Regions from separate parts of the Pan troglodytes genome. Here region 1 is linked to region 2. The links are chromatin contacts, called in public Hi-C maps. All regions are on one chromosome and are shown on one strand. The core of a region is the stretch at or near the end of the contact, and the rest is flanking DNA. Distances in the headings are between cores, read along the strand shown. Region 1 holds the start of MARCKS (myristoylated alanine rich protein kinase C substrate). Region 2 has its middle 710 kb from the start of MARCKS.

Region 1 (6,604 bases), core at 3,126-5,625, 710 kb before region 2:
GGGGAGGGAGGCGCGGTTGGATGCCCAGAAGAGAGCCCCACGAACGAGGAAATGGGCACCGCTGCCTGGAGACCCCCCCAAAACACAACTGTAGCACCCAAGTACGGCAATGGCCTCCCAGCCATTCAGCAAGTGCCCTAAAGACGAAGTCCGAAAGGTAGCAAGCAAAGGCTAACCATGCCAGCCCTCGCTTTATCGGGGGCTTGGGGGAAAAAAGGTGCCAGGGACTAGTTGACACAGCAAACGCCCTTTGGAAGAAGGCACAGAGCCAGAGCTGGTGGTTCGCGCCTACGTTTCACATCCCTCTTTCGCCCTAAATACATAAAGGCCTCTTCAAAATACCAGGAATTCCCAGGGGGATCACAGCACTCGAGCCAGGAGCGCCCGCGCGGGGCCCTCCGAGCTCCTGCGCCCACCCAGGCCTTTGGCACCGGCAGGGGGCGCTGTGCCTCCACCGCGCCGCGTTGGGCGCAGGCAGGAGAGGAGGGGCGGAGTCGCCGGGCCACCCCGCCCTGCCCAGCCGGGCCCTGCCCGCAGGCCGAGGCGCCCCCGAGCCCGGATCGCGCAGCCCAACAGTCCGCAAACAAAGCTCAGGTGGTTTCCTGGCCTGCCGGTCGGGCTGAAACCAACAAGGCAGGGGGAAACCCATTATTTCTGAGGTCTCGCCTCTGCTTCCACGCCCACCTTCCCCTGCGATTCTGCGAAGCCTGGGCGCGCCTCGGCGGCTCATTTTGCATTTTTAACGGGTTTAAAGCCTCTTGGCAGACCTCGCTTTCCCCAGTAGGTTAGAGCAGGCGAAGCGACACGATCTCTTCTCTAGGAAAAGAGGCGTGGTGGGTGCCCAGTGTTTGCGAAGCAGCCACCCATGGCCGACCTCTCGGGTCCACCCAATCGTGGCTATCTGCCTGGGTCCGGGCAGCGCCGGGCGGCCCCCCGCGGGTGGTCGAGGCGCCACGCACAAGAACAATCCCGACCGAAAGGCACGAACCGCCTCTTTTTGACCATCTGGAAAGGTTCTTAAAGGACCCACCGAGTGTTCCCACCCCACAGATACCATTTAAAAATCAAATGGATGTGTAATTCCACAGACAGCTACGAATAAAGATTTAGGACAGTGGGAAAGCCTCATCAAAAGGTACCGAAGCCCTCTGTCTGGCCCCAGCCAGCCACCTTTCCAAGAACCCAGGGCACGCCGCCGCGGCATACAATAAGACAGCCCTTCCCTCCTCGCCTTTCTCCACCACCATCCCCATTGCGCCCCCCTTTCCCGACTCCCCCCCCCCGCCACACACAATCACACCACCAGTTCAGAAATCTCGAAGACAATCCAGCTTCGACAACAAACCCGAGAGCCACCCAAACACCATTGTGCCCCCGAACACAAATGCAACCTGGCTGGGGGCGGGGGAGGAGGGCACCTAGCTAGTCACGTTCTGCCAATCTCCAAACCACGCCATTTTAGACGATTTATCACTCCTTTCCTCCCGTCTACTCAAGAATTCTCCAGGATTCTAAGGAACCACTCCTTTGGTGTGGGGGGAGACCCCGGCTATGAAAAACCCACAATTTAGGCTATCCATTTCCATTCAACTTTCAGACTAGAATCCAGCCACACTCCTCTCCACGAATGAGCCTTGGGAGCCACCAGGAGGGAAGGAGAGAAAGACACCAAATAAATGACCACAACCACAGGTAGAATTTACCTGTCCGTTCGCTTTGGAAGGCGACGAGGCCACAGCCGCCTCCCCAGGCCTCTCCGCGGCGGCTTCTCCCTTCGCTGCGGTCTTGGAGAACTGGGCACCCATGCTGGCTTCTTCAACAAAGAAACTCAACAGATCCAAGAGGGGAAACAAAGAGCCTCGGGTTGGTGTAACGACTGGGCGAGCAGCAGCAGCGGCGGCGGCGGCAACAGCGGCAGCGGCACACACACCGGAGGGAGGGGGGTGGGGGTGGTGGAGAGGACAGAACAGAACCGATTAAATACACTCCGGATAAAAAAATTTTAGTCGAAGAGATCAAAAAGCAGCAGCACAGGAGGGAGGGAAAAAGGGTGGAAAAGTCGAGCACAAAAAAAGGAGCCCAAGTGTAGTTCGAAAAAAAAAGAAGTAATAAAAAAATCCCAGATTTGTAGCCGCACTGTAGACAAGAGGAAAATGGAGAAATCTCCCTGGTTGCTAATAAGATGCGGGGTCCAACGCCCAAGTGCACAGATGAATGGGCTCGCGGGCGCTGACGCGGCCCCCGCGCGCGTCGGCCAATCCGCGCGCCGCACACAAAGCAGGGGGCGGGGTCTGCGCGCCTGGCGAACAATGGAGCCGCGCTTTGCAAACGGTTTGAAAATCAGCCTCAGACCGAGAATTAATGTCCTCCAAATAAATAAATCAATTAAAAAATACATGGCACTCGTCTCTCTCTGCTTGAAAATAATAATGCATTTCTTGATTGGCTTGCTTTGTTTGGAATTAATTAACGCGGGAGGGGGGTACTTGTGCATCGGGGCGGAGAAAGCGTTAACTTGACTCGCATTGACTCTCGTCGGTCTATATCCGTGTGTCTCTCTCTCCACTCGCTCCCCTCCCCCATCTTTCCGTGTGTTTATGTGTATGTGTGTGTATGCGAGTGTTAAAGACAATGGTTGCGATTTGTGTGTTTGCAGCATGTTTTCTTTCTTTCTTTTTCCATATTGGTTTTACAGATAATGCTCAGGGTTTGTTTTTTCAACTGCTGCAATGGTTAAATCGTCCCAAATTGAAAAGTATTTAAACCACGAAGATCGAATTTCATCAAGCGAGATCGCAAGTTAGAATTAGGTCTGTAGGCCAGATGTGGAAAATGCAAAAGCGGCAAACAGCGAAGCCACACTCCCTTCCCTCTCCCACATTGGCATGAAATAAAATATTTTGAGATTGGCCTTGGGCGCTCAACAAATTCCCCCTTCTCTGGCTATTCCCAATTAGTGATTTTTTTTTTCCCACAATTCAAAGTGAGAGCCATTTACAGAAGATCGAAACTCTTCGCGTTTTATCACTGTTTTAAATGACATAATTTTCCTCTATGGTGAAATGAGACACAGCCTCGAGTAGACGAATCCATATTTACAGTTGGGTTGTTATTCGCGTCAATATGGATCGTTTTCAGCCTACTGCCAGAATCGAATGGACTCTTTTTGAACGTGTGTGTGAGTGCGCACGCAGGCGAATGTGCTCCTGAAAGGAAGGGAGGCAGCAGCAACGATGACATTCTAAACCGGATTGCAGTTCTAAGGAGAAATGTTCTGTATGTTGAGAGATAGCAAGATCCCTGAGCTCTCCAAGTCTAACTTGGGTTAGAGGAAAAGCTTCTATAATGGTACACAGGATACCTCCATCTGTCACTGCGCTCCTTGCCACCGAAGTACCAGACGCTTTTTGTGTGTGAGAGACAAGGCACTGACTTAAAGTATGGGGGGTGAGGGGAACGAAGGAAACAGCTTAATAAGCATTTTCTTCCCAAAGTTTTCACTCGTGGCAAAATCAGACCACCTTTTCTCGTTTACATTTGGTGATCTTGCAAGGAATAATCTTTCGCTTATGAAGGTGAGAAGCAGTCGAGGGAATGGTTCATTTCTCCTGGTGCTGGCTCTGAATTCTCAAACAGTTTTATTTTCTGCTCATTGTAGGGAAATAGGTCACACTCTGAGTGAAAAAGACGGTTGGTTCAAGCCAGTAACTCTTTGTTCAAGCGTTGCTTTAAAAATCACCAAGCTGAACATTGTTACGTGAAGCTTCGTCTTCTCACTGTCCAGTTCCTTCAGATGCATTATTCGACCATGGTCATATTCCCCAGAGCTGATGTAAAGACGTTTCCGTAGAAATGCATCTTGCCAGCAAACGTGTTATTACCCTTCAGAGAGCCCGCTGGCCTGGCCCACGACCCCAGCCGCCAGGATGGACGCAAATCCCTTGTATTAGCAGTTCCAACTTGAAAAGCCAACTGGGCTGATCCGACACCACCATCCAGGCGATTCCCAAAAGCCCATTTAAGGCTCTTGATTTCCCCCCATCCCCAACGTGAATCATGCCCCTTCCTCCGCATCCCCCTCCTATTTTAAATTGGGGTGACTGCTAGCTCGCTTTCAGATTTTCTCCCAGACGCGTCCTTAGCCCTCCATTTGGGGGCTGCTTTTATTGCTCCTTTGTTACCAGGCTGCAGTGTAGCTTTCCCCCCTTTTCTTTCTGGTACGCCTATTTGCCTGGTATCGGCTGGTCTCCCTGGCAACGGCCGGGGAAGATTCGGAGCACTGGGCCGGGGAGGGGGAAGAGGCGGAGCCGGCGCTGGGGGGTGACGGTGGGGGAGACGGGGGCTGGGAGTGGTGGAGGGGAGAGGGGCCGAGTGAGAGACTGGGAGACAGACTGCGAAGCAGATGGCCGCGCGAGGGGGCGGGGTGCGGGCGGGGTGCGGGCGGGGCGGGGCGGGGGGACAGTCCCAGCGTCAGGGGCGCAAGGGAGCCAATCAATTCCCGCAGCAGCTCCGGGGCAAAAAAAAAAAAAAAAAAAAAAAAAAAGTGTAAACACATAGATTCCCTCCCCACGAGCGGTCTCGGTCTCTAGTTTACAGTAGAAAGATGATTTCTTTTTGATACGCAAGCGCATTCTACGGTAGCTGGAAAGCCGACAGTCCCCAGCAAGTGGCAGGCGGAGGCTCCTTGGGGGCGCTGCCGGCGGCCTCTGAGGGCTGGGCCACCCTTTCCCCAACCTCCCCCAGCGACTAGCGTCGTCCAAGCAAGGGATTTCTTCAGCTTATAGGGAAGGGGGTCCCGGCGGAGGATGGGTGAGGAAGAACGGGCTGGGAAATGGGAAACGGTTGTGGTTCTTCTTGAAAACCTGCATAATGACAGGGAAGGAAGGCCAAGAACGTGGAACTAGTAGGGAAGCAGTTCAGTGCAAGTGTGGCTCCTCAGGAGTTTGGTGTGCTCACACGCAGAGTTAAAGGTTTCAAATAAAGCGCCAAAAGTGTTTATATAAGTATGACTAAAGAACCCAAGAGTTCATAGTGAAAATGTAAAACCGGTGTCTGTAACCAAATCAGCAGGAAGAAACGGTCATTTATTTTTTATTTGTACTCCCCTTTCACCCTGCCCTAACATATTTGCAAGATAATAATAATCTGTGTATAGGTTTCTTTTTAGAAAAAAAGCAATTTATTTAAGAGACCTGTTATTTTTCTGCAAAATGTTAGCGTTGGAAAGAATTTTAGAGACCATTCCACAAAATCTTGAGGGCCCAGTGTGCCAAACACAATAATCTAGATCTTGTTTTCATATCATTGAACAATATAAACTCAGTCTCTGACCTCAGGGGCTTCCAATTTAGAAGATCATCTAGTGAAGTTGAACTGGAGCACCTGGCTTCCCCCTCTCAACGATGAAGAAATAGGCACCAGAGCGTTGCCAGATTTCTCAGATGGTAGAGCCACGAATAGAGCTCAGCCCCCTTGATGATTCTGAGTCCTGGCTTTTTCCACCACTGCCAGTGCTGCCATCTTCCCTTGATGGCACAGATTCACTCAGTAGGTCAGTCATTCATTCTTAAAGTATTTATTAAGGTCCTCCTAAGTGCGAGGAAAAAGGCTTTAGACATCAGCTTACACCAGGGACAAATATGGACATGGTCTTTCCTCTCATGCAGCTTACATTTGTATTATTATTTCTTAAAACTTCTTAATATGTGAAGAAAGAAAGAAAAACAAGATTAACTGTGTGCTTAAAAAACAATACAAAAGATGACAGCCACTTTGTAGATTCCAAATTAAATACGCCTTTTTCACCTGGAAGCATTCATGCATTCACAACATATGCAATCCCACTGTGCAGGCAGTGTTCTGCTCCATCCTTCATCTTAGATTTTATGCTACTTGAAATTTAATTCCACAGAAATTGATTAGCTTGCAGTGTGGTGGGGAGGAAAACAGACATAGCCCCTCAGTTCATTCGGCAAGCATTTATTGAACTCCTATCATGTAGTAGGCATTTGGGATATGTCAGTGAACAAAACAGACAAGAAATCTTTATAAAGCATACATTCTTGGGTGGGGAGAAAAGCACAAGTTAAAAAAATGTAAGTCAGCAAATTATATGAAATGTTAGAAGTCTGTAAGTGTTGTGGGAGGGGTGGAGTGGTGGGGGAAACTAAAGCAAAATAAGGGAGATGGGAGTTCAGGTGAGAGTTGAGATGTAATTCCATATAGGCCGGGAAAGGCCTCATTGAGAAGACAAACTTTGAGCAGATTTGAAGAGGTGAGGTAATTAATAATGCAGATGGCTCACTCAGATGCTTTTAGCCTAACAAGAGAGGGGAGAAGCCAGCATTTAACAATGAGATCACAGACTGAAATATAACTTTAAACCATCACATGTACTCTTAACGAAAATAAGGAGTACATGTGACCATTTGAAGTTCTATTTTGTGCTATAAGATAGTATACTTTCGTTAGGAGGGTTAAAGAAGGCCTTTTGAAATAAGTAACATTTAAGTGGAAACCTAAGGGAAGAGTAGGCATTAGTCAGGTAAAGAGGTGAAGAGCTGTGTTCAGATGGAGGAAATAGCAAAGCCCATGAGGAGGAAGA
Region 2 (6,278 bases), core at 2,383-4,882:
TCTGCTAGCATATTTTTAATCGTTATTTATTATCATAGATGTTGGAAAAGGAAATACTTATTCATACCACCATGTTCCCAGAAGCATATTTTTTCAAGAGATCCTGACAACTACCCTAGTCAAACTTTAAATAATTCCAAGGTTTTTTATCACTGACTTAAAAAAATTTCAAATTAGCACTCCTGAGTTTTTCCCCTGATATCTGTAATTAATCTGTCAACCTCAATAAAACCAATTTTTCTAAATCATTCTATGTGCTGATAGTCCTCAACATTTGCAAGATAGAACAACTAGAAATGCTTTGTTTTTGCTACCATAAAAATTTCTTTAGGTCATTTATTAGCCCTTAGTATTTGTCTTCTTTGAATTATTAGATACATTTTTCTATATTTGTAAGTTCAGAGTATCTGTGCTACATTTAATAGGAATTCTCATTTTTTTTTCTCACAAAGTATCACTGAATTATGTATAGGACTATGTCATTTGTATGTGAGATCTTTGCACTAATCAATGTATCTTTCTAATAAAGTATTTCAATCTTAATATAATAGTTTTATTTTTTATTTGCTTTAAATTAAGAGTGAAATGTACTTTTTGACTGTATATATACACATATTAAATAAATATCATATCTCTGTATTTATTTAACAATATTAATTGCCATTCAGCTATGCCACCATCCTAGGCATGAAGAGAGAGTTGTCTCAATAATTTCAGACAATTATTTTGTCTATAAAAGTATCAATCATTCATAAAATTTCAGAGAATTGTATCTGCTATATCTTTGCAAATGAGTTATTAATCTTATGCTTAATAGATTCTTAAATAGCAAACACAGATTCCTAATAACTTAAATGGTTACTAATAAGTCCATTCACATGTTGCATGTTAGTGGCATTTACAGTGGTATTTACAGAAAATATGCAAAGCGATATCAACAACTTTCCACAAGGTCATTTGGGGTGAGAAAATATGCAAGTTTTACTGAGGAAAGTTAGCTCTTAGGCAAATTGACCATTCTTGCACAGTGCAAAAAATTAAAAATCCAGATATGTGGTTCTTTTTGTTCCTTTGCACATTTTCCATTGGTAATAAAATATATTGCACTTGGGGTAAAAAAATTTTTGGCTTCTTGAAATTTTTAAATCTATCTTAAACTTATGCAATTAAATGGTTCTCCTTGAGTTGTTGTTCACTAGAACTTAGAAAACTTCGGATGTAGTTATTTGTTTTCTTGCCTGAGAAAACAGTTTTTAAAAAGGATGAATAATTCAAAACAATTGCAGATTAAATACTTTTCAGGCTTGGAACTCTGACTTCATAACAAGTGATAACGTAAGATATTAGTTTCTGTAAATTGCATCACTTACTATATTCCTACAGCAGGTCCTCCATTGAAAAGAATAATGAAAAGGATAGCTCACTTCTGTGGCTACCTAATCTGTTCTGCAATGTCAAATCCATCTCACAGAAGTTCGGTCTCAAGAGAAGTTCTACCCAAAAATTGAATAGCATGGTAGTTGCTCAAGTATCTATACATGTGTGTATTTCTGTGCATTTATTACATGTAGACAGAGCTTCTCTTTTATACTGGGCTGAAACCTCCCAGAAAATCTGTAACTCTTAACAGGAAGAAAAATAGGAAACAAAAGACACAAGTCTAAAACAGCAAACATTCAATTGAATATCAAAATTAAGACATTGGGACCTAACACATTCTTACAAAAGCACATACCTGTTATTGAATACTAATTTCAGACTAATTCAAAACATCTCGTTTCTTACAGGCTTTTTACAATTCTAAGAATACACAAACACACACACACACACACACACACACAGATAATTTTATGGGACAATTCCTAAATTTTTCTAAGAATTTAATTTACAATTTCCATGTCTTGTTAATCAATGTAAAAATCAGAGTGGAACTAAAATGATCTTACACTAATTCACAAGTTAAAGTTTTGCTATTAGGAGAACGATTTAGTTAATTCTATCTAGTAAATATATATCAAAGTATAAGCTACTGAAAATTAATATTATATACTTGCATGGTAAATTTCAATGTTTACTGAACTTATTTAAAGTTTTTATAATGGAATACACACACACACACACACACACACGCTCCTGGATATTTAGAATAACTTCCCAAAAGGCAAATTCATTTCTCAATAAAGGTATCTCAACCCAAATATACTAAACTTAAGTATTAACAGCTTTCTTTGTTATAATACTAATCATCTATGAGTAGTATAGAAACAATATTACATGTATTGTTTTGTAAGATTCTGCACATTGTAAAAATATTGGGGAATATCTACATTCTGTCCTGCTTTTAAATTTGTGGGACCGATTTTATGCCACACAAGATTCAATTTCATAGTCTTAAATGCCTCAGAAGTGTTCTAGAGATTCATTGCCTGAACAAGACACATTGTCAATCCCCACCCAGGCAACAGGTCCATGCTTAGTTATTAAATAGTCCCAGACAAAACAGTAACCATGGTGTTTTCCAGCTAGCTGTAAAATACTTGATTTTCTTGCAAGGAGTCCATTCTGATGTTAAGAATTCTTACAGTCAAGCCATAGCCTTGTACGGTTAGTTATTATCCTTCATGTTGGAACTAAATCTCACTTTTTCTTTTGTACCCTCAGTAAAAACAAACTTTCTGACACTTCTTAAGCTCTCAATATATTAATTGAAATGTATGAGCAAACAGTTATTTATAGTGTTTTGTTTCTGCACCTCTTTTGGTCACTATTTAACTATAAAGATGAATAGCTCAAATTAAATTTTCCCATTTTATTTTCATTGCATTGAGCTCTGTTGAAATATACTAAATATAATATATATAGCAGCATGCTAAGGTTGATCATTTCATATATAAAATAGAGATGCTCAATTTCTTTCCTGCTTCTAAACCTGTAAACTTCCCTGTCTGTGCTATCCTGATCTCCCTCCATTCTTTCTCTCTCCACCTCATATCTAATCTTCCTGCCAATGCACGGTATTTCACCCTCTCAGCTCCTAAGAGAACTTACTCCATCAGTGATCCTTCTTTTTCTCCTGGGATTGCACTTTCTTTCTCATTTATCTAAAGATATTTTTTCAATATCAAGTGTCTCCTGGCTTAAAACAAAAAGATGAGGAGTGTTCCACATTTGCTGTCTTTCTTTACTTCATTGTTAGTCCGACCTCAACTCACTGAAATCTAGACCCTTCCCTCATTTCATTTAAGCTGCTCATACAATCTCATTACTGGCCTCTTTACGGTACCTTTTCCAGTTTTCATCTTATTTGACTTCTCAGTGGCATTGACAGCACAACAAATGACTACATTTTCCTTCCTGGAATTTTGCCCATTAGGTCTCAGAAAAACCATTCAGTCTAGGTTTTCCTCCTAATTTGCTAGGTATTGCTTCTCAGGTTTGGATAGTCATATTTTTCCAAGCATTCCTTAAATACTGTTCCTTCCCTACCCCCAGAGTTCAATCCTGGGTCTTTATTTGCCCTCATCCTGTTAACTCTTTCTGTGAATTTGTCCTTACCGTTGGCTTTCACTGACACTGAAAGGGATGATGACTAAAGCAATTGAAATTTCAAGCCCAGGATTCCTTCCTGAGCCATTGGGGCATGCTGGAGTCCCACAGTACCAGAAGTACCTCTTGGCTGACCCCTCCAGCTTCTAGGAGGTAATTATTAAAGTTCTGACTCCAACTGGCCTGGTCTAACTCTTCACGGTTTGCTATTTTCTTTTTCCTTCTCGATTTTGCGTGACTTAAAAATAAAACTTTTATTTAACTTAATAAATCTATCAATATTATAATTTTAAATTCTATTTTATAAATATCAGAAAATATAAAGATTTAATTGAATTACCATGAGCAAAGATTATAACAATATAATGTAACACTTATTGTTTTCAAATAATATTGTCATATTTAGTCATTAAATCCACACAACCAACACGTAACTTTATTATTATTGTTTACTATAGGGAATTTAGGCTTCTAGAGGATTGGAGTCTTGCCCATGATCACACACTAGTAAGTGACAGAACAAGAACCTGAAATATTAGAAAAAATTACTTATCCTCACATAAATATTTTATGGTCTTTAACTGTCACCAATCACAAAGTCGTGCTCCAGGGTTGAGAGTTGTTTTTCTCAAAGATGCTACAAAGAAGGAAATATTTAGTTTCTTATTCCTTGCTGACTTTTATTTTTTTGATAGAAGAAATAATTTAGTCCTAAAGCATTAGAAAAAATGAAAAATTAAAGAGGGAAATGAAAGACCATGAATCACCTACAAAGTGAGTTTTATATTCTACATAGTCAAGAGTTAATAGCATATGTATGCTTTCTTTTGCATGAGAGTGAACAAATTACAAGCTGGACAAGATGTATCAAAATTCAAAAATAAATCTTAATTTTTTATAAAGGATTTAAAAGCTACTTCTGCAAGATTCAGACAAATTGCTTGTCCTCAGTGCATTTTGCTCAGTTCTCTCATATGGTGATGGCCTTTTGACATTGGCCTTAAGGGCCTTTGCTGATCTTACCACTCATTCCATATAAGTTTAAACAAAGCATGTGGTTTTGCCAGCATCCTGCCACAGACAGGGAAACATAATCTCTGCATGAGGCAGGAGCCCAGAGCCCAGAAGATCTTCAGTTATGCTGGGACGAGACTCCCGTCTAGCAATGAGGGGCAGTAACATTCCTCCCTGGCGCCTGCTGAAACAAATTTCAAGAATGGTAACAGTCTTGTTTGAAGGTTTTAAAACTATCAGTCTGGGATCAGCAGCCTTTTCTAAGAAGCTGTGGATGCCAAATTCCAGCTGTCACAACTTGCTTCTGTGAGAACCTCTGCTCAGTTGGTCAGAGACTTGGAAGATGAACCTCGTTAAGACTGTGAGCCACAGCTCTTTTCAGACAGACCAAACCCAAACCACAAATCGCCCTCTTGAAAACCCCAGCCTTTCGTTCTTGGTTTGGAATACAGGGTTAACACAAGGTTATCTGTAGGTTGGATGTGAGCACCCAAACAAAATATTTAGCCAACTATATGACTAGTTTGTGGTTTCAGGTTTTTATTTCAAAATATTTGCAGCCCATTAATCACTATCATGAAAGAGTCTTCATCAAGGAGTTCACACTCAGTTCATTTATTAGGCTACAGAATCAGTATTTATATACTTGTATCACAAAGAGAAAAAAAATAATTGACCAAATTGAATCAGAAACATGTCTAGGATTTGAGGCCTTCAAGCAACATTTTTTTCTCTTTACAAGATTTTCAATTATCCAATCGTGACTGCAGAGTGGGTGACATTGGTTCTCTTAGGGAAGGAAAGGTAAGGTTTCAGCTCCACATGCGCTTTCTCAAGACCAGAACCATGACTAATGAATTGCTCAACAGGAAAAATAGCTGATCTTCAAAGAGTTGAGAATGTGTAGCTGTAGTGAATATTACACATAAATAATGTTTATTGGACTTGAGTGATCTCTCATTACACTCCTTAAAAAGAATTTCCTGAATTATTTTTATGGGCAATTAAGTCATAGTTAACAATAATTAAATGCTTAATATGTGCAGGGCACTATTTTGAGTCTTTTACTTGCATTAATGCATTTAATTCTCACAATACTACTTTGTGGTTGCTATTTGCATTATGCCTATTATATCGATAAATACTAGCCTAGAAAAGTTAAATAACTTGCCCAAGATCTCATAGCTAGAAGGTAGAAGGACCAGAATTTATCTTTGATGTTATAATTTAAGCAATAGATGGAAGGTCATGTTTTCTATTGTGGAACTTACTGTGTCTTTTGGCTTCTCCTCCAAAATGTGTAGGGGGCTACCTACACAATAGGTGTATGCCTATGAAATAATAGTACGATTGGATTTTTGGTGATGTGGCTTCTTCCATTAGTACAGTTTGTCACTTTTAGTAAGTCAAGTGCAGTGTTGATACTCTGGGTCAGTGTTTTCTTTGGACCACTGGGGTAGGAATTAGAAGGCCTCAGTAACAGATTCACCTCTGCCATCAACAAACTCTATATCCTTAACCAGTCTTTTAACCATTTTGAGCCTCTGTGTCTCCTCTCTACCTGAAGGTAATAAGTCTTGCCCCGTCCCGGCCAACGAACAGAATCCCGGACATATCAGCGACAAGAAGTTTGTTAAAGTAATATGTCCATAAAAATATTATATGGATATATGTTGTTATTAATTTTTTATTAAATAAACACAAAGCAACCTTAAAGC

What was found. Hi-C and Micro-C count contacts between places; a contact is called where the count stands out from the background.
Region 1: a contact with region 2 is called in a Hi-C map of stem cell-derived neural progenitor cells, with 5 times the contacts expected there. The contact joins the promoter of MARCKS here to the enhancer-like site in region 2. A contact is called at or near these places in 1 of 7 Hi-C or Micro-C datasets (stem cell-derived neural progenitor cells), 1 of 1 datasets of contacts at active chromatin or transcription factors (stem cell-derived excitatory neurons) and 1 of 1 other capture datasets (stem cell-derived neural stem cells).

Annotation. Positions count from the first base shown.
Region 1 is chr5:125,752,053-125,758,656 of NHGRI_mPanTro3-v2.0_pri, reverse strand. It overlaps MARCKS (myristoylated alanine rich protein kinase C substrate), which reads right to left and starts at 4,375. Exons shown (of 2, transcript XM_001159872.7): 1 at 1,704-4,375. The coding sequence starts at 1,805. LOC134810353 (a long non-coding RNA gene) reads left to right here. Exons shown (of 2, transcript XR_010158146.1): 1 at 1-1,135; 2 at 1,598-2,154.
Region 2 is chr5:125,041,930-125,048,207 of NHGRI_mPanTro3-v2.0_pri, reverse strand. No RefSeq gene overlaps it. Among named protein-coding and RNA genes, the nearest start is that of MARCKS, 710 kb to the left of the region's middle. Within about 2 kb of position 3,632, at least 4 of the 24 cell types and tissues checked have an H3K27ac peak or open chromatin away from gene starts, as enhancers often do. A contact at or near this core is called in stem cell-derived neural progenitor cells and stem cell-derived neural stem cells, where this site is marked.